Regions from separate parts of the Capsicum annuum genome. Here region 1 is linked to region 2. A link is a contact called in public Hi-C data. All regions are on one chromosome and are shown on one strand. Each heading gives the region's core, a stretch centred on a gene start, on an enhancer-like site or on the middle of the called end of the contact. The rest is flanking DNA. Distances are from core to core; before and after follow the strand shown. Region 1 holds the start of LOC107856097 (transcription factor bHLH153). Region 2 holds the start of LOC107847613 (pentatricopeptide repeat-containing protein At5g43790).

What was found. Hi-C and Micro-C count contacts between places; a contact is called where the count stands out from the background.
Region 1: a Hi-C map of bud shows a contact between it and region 2, with 3 times the contacts expected there. The contact joins the promoter of LOC107856097 here to the promoter of LOC107847613 in region 2. A contact is called at or near these places in 2 of 5 Hi-C or Micro-C datasets (bud and placenta).

The regions. Positions count from the first base shown.
Region 1 is chr1:219,053,663-219,057,686 of UCD10Xv1.1, forward strand. LOC107856097 (transcription factor bHLH153) reads left to right here and starts at 2,145. Exons shown (of 6, transcript XM_047408960.1): 1 at 2,145-2,431.
Region 2 is chr1:218,447,835-218,451,592 of UCD10Xv1.1, forward strand. It overlaps LOC107847613 (pentatricopeptide repeat-containing protein At5g43790), which reads right to left and starts at 1,276. Exons shown (of 2, transcript XM_047408957.1): 1 at 1,166-1,276.

The DNA of each region.
Region 1 (4,024 bases), core at 895-3,394, 610 kb after region 2:
ATTAAAAAATGAAAGGAATTGAATTGAGAGGAAAAATTAAAATTAAAAAAAAAGTGAAGTGTGTGTGAGAGGGAGGGGGTTGGAGGTGTGTTTGGGTGGGGGTGTGGGGGTTGGGGATGGGAGAGGTATGGGGGCTGTAGGTGGGGTGAGGATAGGGACGGGCTGGGTAGGGTGGGGGAGCTGGGTTGGTTGGGGACGGGCTGGGGTGGAGGGCTAGGGGAGAGGGGTGGGTGGGGCTGGGTGGGGTGGGGACGGGCTGAGATGGGGGGGGGGAAGGCGGGGGGGGGGGGGAAGGGGGTGGAGGGGGGGGGGGGGTGGGAATTTTTTTTAAAATTTATTATTTTTACATTTTTAAAAATATTTTTAAATTTTTAAAAATATTTTTAAATTTTTAAAAATATTTTTAAATTAAAAAGGATGGAGGAATAAAAGAAGGGGTTAGGGGGTGTGGGGGTGGGGACGGGCTGGGTGGGGTGTGGGAGTGGGGACGGGCTGGGGTGGGATGGGGAGGGAAAAATATATTTCTTAAAATTTTTAAAAATATTTTTAAAATAATTTTTTGATTTTTAAAAATATTTTTAAATTATTTTGAAATTATTTTAGAAATTTTTTTAAATTTTTTTAAAAATATTTTTAAATTTAAAAAGATGGAGGGAAAAAATGATCCTTTTTTTTAAATTATAAAAATATTTTTAATTTTTTTTAAAATTTTAAAAATATATTAATTTTTTTTTAAAATTTTAAAAATATTTTCTTTTTTAGATTTTTAAAAATATTTTCAAATTTAAAAACATGGAGAAAAAAAAAGATCCCTTTTTTAAAATTATATATATATATACATATATATATATATAAAATTTATTCTAATGTTAAATTGACAAAAAAATGACCCTCACTCGCACCCCCAGACGAGTGGGTACACTTTCCTTGTCCTAGTCAGCATGACCTTGCCACATAGGCAAGGTCAACGGTCAAAGGGTGCAAAATGTTTCCTTTTGAATGGTTCAAGGGTCCATATGACAAACATGTAAGTAGACGTGTTCAACTTATAAAACCGACATAATATATGGGTCTAGAAGGTCATTTTGCCTTTACTTTTTTTTCTTTAAACAAATTTAAACTTTTTTATTTTCATAAAATAACCCCATTTGAATTATATTGTATGTTTAATATTTTTAAATTTTCTTTTAGAAAAATACTTGAATCTAAATATTAACTTCAAATTTGTGGTCAAACACAACTCCAATTCTAATTTCAAAATTTTCAAATAAAATAAATATACTTTTATTTTTAATATCTAAATGCCTGCTTAAATGAGTTGGGGAAAGTAATAAAATTCTGTACTCATAATAATAATATTTCGTAATCCAAAGGATTAAACAAAAAACTACTCCCATTGTTACTTTTTCTGAGTTGTGATTTTGTTTCTGAATAAGTGCATATTTGGATTTTTAAAAATATTTTGATTATTATCTTTCTAATATGTGCTTCAGTTTAAATATAATAATCAACATCAACTTAAAAGAAAATAAAACTTAATTAGAAATGAACTACTAATATTATTTTTAATTTTTTAGAATTGAATAGTTTATTAGAGAAGGTGAGCAAGACAATCAGATAACTAGGAATGGATAGAATGATCTATTTTGACTTGATACAAGTTTAAAGTTTAAGAAATTAAAGAAAACTTTTGAATCTTGTAGCCTTAAATTAAAGTTATGTCAAATGTATCAAAATGTTCTTTAATCTTGTGGTCTTAAATATACCATATAAAAAATTAAAATTAAAATATTATCAAAAAAAACGAAAAGATCACTCTTTTTAAAATGGACTAAAAATAAACATAGTTCGTTCTATTTTAAACGGAGGGAGTATAGAGTTTTCAGGAAAGAAGTAAATAACAGTTCAAAAATACTGAAGTAACAGTAAATATGCTTTTCACATCACAAGTCATTTTCATTTATATTATTTATATAAAAGAAAAAAACAGAAATGACATCATGTAGATTTTAATTTAACTACTCCCTTCCGCCTTTTTCCTCTTTATATGGTTGGATATTAGCTGTCAAATAAATAAATCTTATTTTTCTTTCTGTTTTTTTTATTTCTTTGAAAAATGACACTGCAAAAATCACATACTATAAAATGAGTTTCAAAAACCCTTCCCACCTTCCACACTTCTTTTCACTTCCTCTCTTTGTCCTTTCATTTTCTAACTATTTTTTCTCTCAATCATCAATATCTTCTCTTGTGGTCGAACCTTTTTCTTTTGACCCTGCACATAGGGGAATTTTTAGTGTACAGAGCTGTTCTTTCATTTTTCGGCGAAATCATTTTGCGGGAAAATTCTGTTTTTTCCTTTCTGGAGGTGGATTTTGAGTATTTTGAATTGTGTTCAGGTGGTTGTTTTCATGTAGAGTTCGAAATCAAGGTATTCGTTTTTGTTTCTGTTTTATATCACCTTTTTTACCTTGTAGTAATTAAAAGCTTTATGTTAAAAACTTTTTTCCTTTTGATGAACCGTTGCTGACTAGGTTGCACGTACTTTTGACTAATTTTACGTGGCATAATATGGGTAATTTTATTCACTTAAACAAATAATAATTTTTACCGCTAAAAATCTAATACGAGACCTCGTGATGTTTAATCTGTTTATTGACCACTTTGGTGCTATATTAATTTTTTTTTAAGAACTGTTGTCGTGTAGGTAGGGCACTCTTTTATTAATTTTACTGGGTATATAATATGGGTATCAGGTAAGTCGAAAATTTACTTGAGACGTTGTGATTTTCCATTTGCTCATTGACCACTTTAGATTCTATATTGAAAACACTTTAATTTGAAAATTTCTATGTCGGACTTTAAGAAATGATATGTACTAATAATCATGTTAAATCGGATAAAAAAATTAATCAAGTTAAAAGTCTTTTTAAACTAAATTAAATTTCCCGTAAAACACCTTTATATAAAACGAAGCTGAAAGCCATAAATGCTTTTAGATTTTTCTTCTTGTAAGTTATGAAGTTGATGATTTTCTTTGGTTTTACAATAATTTATTTTATTTTTTCAATTTGACTGGTTCTGTTTAATCAATTTATTTGAAGTGTTGAGATGATTTTTTGACGTTTTATAAGTTGTTTGTATCGTTTGAATACGCTTAATTAGCATGAGATAAGGCTGAAATTGTGGAAAAAAGATTTGTGTACGCAAATGGCTGCTTTCATGCTTAATGAATGATAGTAGTATTATACTAGTAATTTTTGATGTTGGCCCCACTAAAGTTGGTTTCTTTGAATTAAGTTGTTTCTAACCCCTATTCACACTATATAAAGTTTATTCATACATTAAAAAAAGCCATTGATTGATGTATTAATAATGATAATCTGTTGAAGTTGTCCAACTAGTGTTTTATTCTTTTCTACGTTTTACGTATTTTTTAAATTATTTTTGTCTCTATTGAAAACAATCTCTTTAAGTCACCTATGAGGTAGAGGTAAGGTTTGTGTACGCTCTGCCCTCCCCAGACCATACTTTGTAGTACTACATTGGGTATGTTGTTGTTATCGTCATCGTCGTTGAGGTTACTCAGACTAATTGAGCTTATTATTGGTAGTTGCGAATGTGGAGCCAAGGTTCAAGGAATGATATTGCATTAAAAATTATAAGCGTAATTATGTAGGCATAGATTCTGTTATTGATGATTGCATTTTTTTAATTCTTTTCTTGTTACATTCTTGGTTTGTTTTATAAAATAAGAACAACGTATGTATTCTTTATTCTAACATAGTTTATGTAATATATATAATATAAGAAGGTGATGGTTTAAGTTTAACAACTACGAACGTATTCAAAAGTTTTCTTTTGCGTTGTCTCTTGCTGTTTTGCTGTCATATTTTACTACCACTCTTGCTTCGAAAACACCTCTTTTGAGCTGAATTTGTTGGAAACGATCTCTCTATCCTACAAAGGCAGGGGTAAGGTTTACATTTATGCTATTCTCTATATTATTGCTGTTGTTGCAACA
Region 2 (3,758 bases), core at 26-2,525:
AACTAAGGTTATCTCCAAAAAGCTTTCAAAACTCATGGAGGGCATTACATGTTTTTGGTGGATGCCACGTTTCAAAGCTCAATGAACACTATCTTCAAGCCTTACTTCACGTAAATGTGTGTAGTATTTTTCTTTAATAATGTACTAACCTACAGGAGGTATTAGATGAGCATTTACACAGCCCCAAGACAGGTTTTGATACAATTTTACAGTATCAGCTCTATGCTAAAATCAGTAATTGTTCTTTTTGGGACAAGGGAAGTGGGTTCACCTAATGGATTTGGTTAGATGTCATCGCGGTTTAGGCAAACAAGTATGGTACCATAGGCTTGCCCGTCTTGTATTTCCCCACTAATGTAGAGCGCTTGGTTTGAGATCAAAGACTTAAATGGGGTTGTAAAATAGGCTTCAGGCATCATAGGATTCAGGCATCGTAGGATAAATATGGATAAAAGTGACTCAAATTTCCTTAACCATCACAAATACTTGAGCTAGCTAGACCTTCTTTCCTTCCTTTATTTTCCATGAAGTACCCAACTTTCCATTATCTTCCAATGCCCAATCAACCCAACTCTTTCTTATTTCAAGCATACTTCTATTTTCTTCTTCTTCTTCAAACTTGGAAAAGATAATAAATATCAAAAGGTGCACGGCTTAGTACTTGGATGCCAACAAAAAGGTATAAAAGGCTCAAAACGGGATGACTAGGGCAAAAATAGTACTCCGACAAGGCAAGAATAGTAGGATCTAAGCATCCAAGTGCATGAAATGATCCTAATGAGAAGCACATTATTTCACTCACAAATCCAAGTGTATTATTGAAACAAAGTCATGCTTAACACCATAGATTTTTTTCAGCAAAAGTTTCCAACTGAATATAGGACAACACATGAGCGCAACGTCACAATCGTGTGATGCTGACATTTAGCTCAACCTACAGCTAAAACATATGTAACACCTCAATATTAATCCTAAGAAACCACCAATACGCCTTTTAGCTACTAAGACTTCGTCAAATAGGTGTAAATATCAAAGTGGCAAATTATCAAACACGTGGTGGGCACTATGTATCAACTGCTGTTCCCACGGAAAACATAAAGTTCCGATCCTCCCAATTTATCATAGTTCACTAGGCAAAGAGAAATCATCAACAGTAGATACTCACAAGTTTTCAGCATTAACACAACAATTTTGCATTTAATTCACAGGGTAAGAAGGATAGAAAAGAAAAAGAAAATACTCCCTCAATCCCTATTTATATGGCACTTTCTTAGTCAACGCCAAAATAAATAAATTATTAAGCTATTTTTAATATCTAAAATAAATAAATTATATCCTTTTATTTCATATTTTATAAAAATTAATGTACCTATAATTTATATGTGATGTGCCACACCTGATAATTTAATTATTTTAAAATTAAAATTTTAAATAAAATATTTTAAAAATATTTTTTCATAAATTTTATAGCAAATTAAATATAATTATATAAATTGAGATCGAAGAATATGAATTATACCTGTTGCTAGTGAGTGCAAAGGTGGCAATGGTGTCCTCAGGTTGCGGTGTTAGCAAGTGTTGGATAAAGGATATTGGAGTTTCGAGTTCTGTGTTCACGTGTAGGAGTGGCTGTTCATGCTTCGTTTGGATTGTATTATTATTATTATTATTATTATTAATAATAATAATAATAATAATAATATTGTTGTTGTTGTTGTTGTTGTTATTGTTATTGTTGTTGTTGTTATTGTTATTGTTATTGTTATTGCTGTTGTTATTATTGTTATTCTTATTGTTATTATTCTTGTTATTATTATTATTATTATTATTATTATTATTGGCAGCATATTTTTTGTTAAATCCTTTATGAAAAGAGATATATAATTCAGACTTCTCAGAAATCTCTGCAATTGAGTTTTATCTGTTATAACATCTGAGAATTTAGAAGCAAATTCAATATTTCTATTGATAGGAATTATTTTTCCTTGGTCAATATTATGACCCAAGAATCTTATCTTTGTTTGGAAAAGTAGCATTTTTGGCTCTGATACTAAGTAAGGACCGAATCGCTTCAAATGATATTACAGGAACATTTACAAGCAAAACATAAATTCATAGGAATAGTTTTGATTCATAACGGGTCCAAAACACAACCTTTAATACCCACCTGACTAACATACCTTTCAATTAGACCTCCGGCATGATGCCTGAATCAAAATTATTACTGTAAGTCTATGTATTGCGATCTTAATATCATTTGAATGATTTGGTTCTTATTTGAATGATGTATGCCATATCATACTAGTAGCATAGACTTCTATAGTTCAACACTAAGTATTTAGCCTATCGTTAGGCTAAGAACAAGTAAAGAAATTTAAATTTAAATTATAAATTTAAATTATACCTGACTACGGATGGATGTGCTCAGAACTGAAAGATTTTATTTCAAACTCAGAATATATTACAAGAGAGTGGTTGAGAGAGTAATAGAGAGAGAGGTGGTTCTAAAACCTTTTTTTACAAAATGAAAATGAGCTCCTTATATAGCGGATGCTCTAAAAAAGACAAAGTAATAAATGACCTTTACTATTCACAGTTGGCCTTTACTATTTAGAAATGACCTTTACTTTTTCAGAAAGTTAGTGGCCTTTACTGTTTGCTTTTCAAAAAGCTATTTGTCTTCATAGCCGTCTCCCCAATAATACCAATAGTGGTGGGGTCTTTCATTAATTCATTTTTTCCCTTTACCTTTTGCAGATGAAAAGGATTCTTCCAGTATATCCTCGAACTTCTTCAAGTATTCATCTGGATCTAGTTCTTCATCACTTCGGATGCTTTGAGATTCCCCAGCTAAGCATTTTTCTTCATTCTCCGTGGTATGACCTGCGGATGATATGGACATATTTGAAGGACATCCTTAATCAAGATTTCTCATTAAATCTCGCTTGACTTCTTCCATATATGAAGCTAATATTTCAAATTTGGACATTGCTCCTTTCTTCATTTGAAGTTTTTGAGTAATGTTTTTGACTGCTTTGGAGCTCGTGCCTCGGAACCTATGGCGTAAAGTAAAATACCATAGTGCAAATGCATCAGAACGATGGAATGTACTGGTATGCATGTGAGGTAGGCTAATGCAAAGGTTTCACAATTTGATAACCGATGTAACTGATATAACTGATATTATAAGTGACTGTATCTGAAAATCTAGTTTCTAATGGAACTATCCGAGTCCCGTACTATTTTGAGATAACTGTATCTGACAGTTCTGAAACTGAAAACTATCTAAGTTCTTTTACTGGAACTGTATGACTGTATTTGACAGTTCTGATTCTGTAACTAAAACTGTGGGAAGTAGTATTTAACTGACATGCCCGTCCAATCTGTACCCTGATTGGAAGGGTGTCAATACCGCGCCAATGGTAAAGATAAGATGTGAGTGACCCTCATATAACAGGTAACTCTAATGAGAATGGTGGGAGCCCTCATATAACAGGTTAGACCATCTCATCTACCCGCATATAACAGGCTATGATGTCTCAACCTACGCCCGCTACGTAGTTCTAGAACGCAAGGATTGCTTCTAAGAATTACACCCTCATATAACAGGTGCATTCCCATCCCTGGATTCGCTCAGCGCTAATTCGTACTCCAATTTGAATAGACACTGAACATGATTAACTGAACTGGACTAGACTGAATTCATGGAGTTCCGTTGACTGACGGAATACTACTGGGATTATTGAATTTTTGAGCTA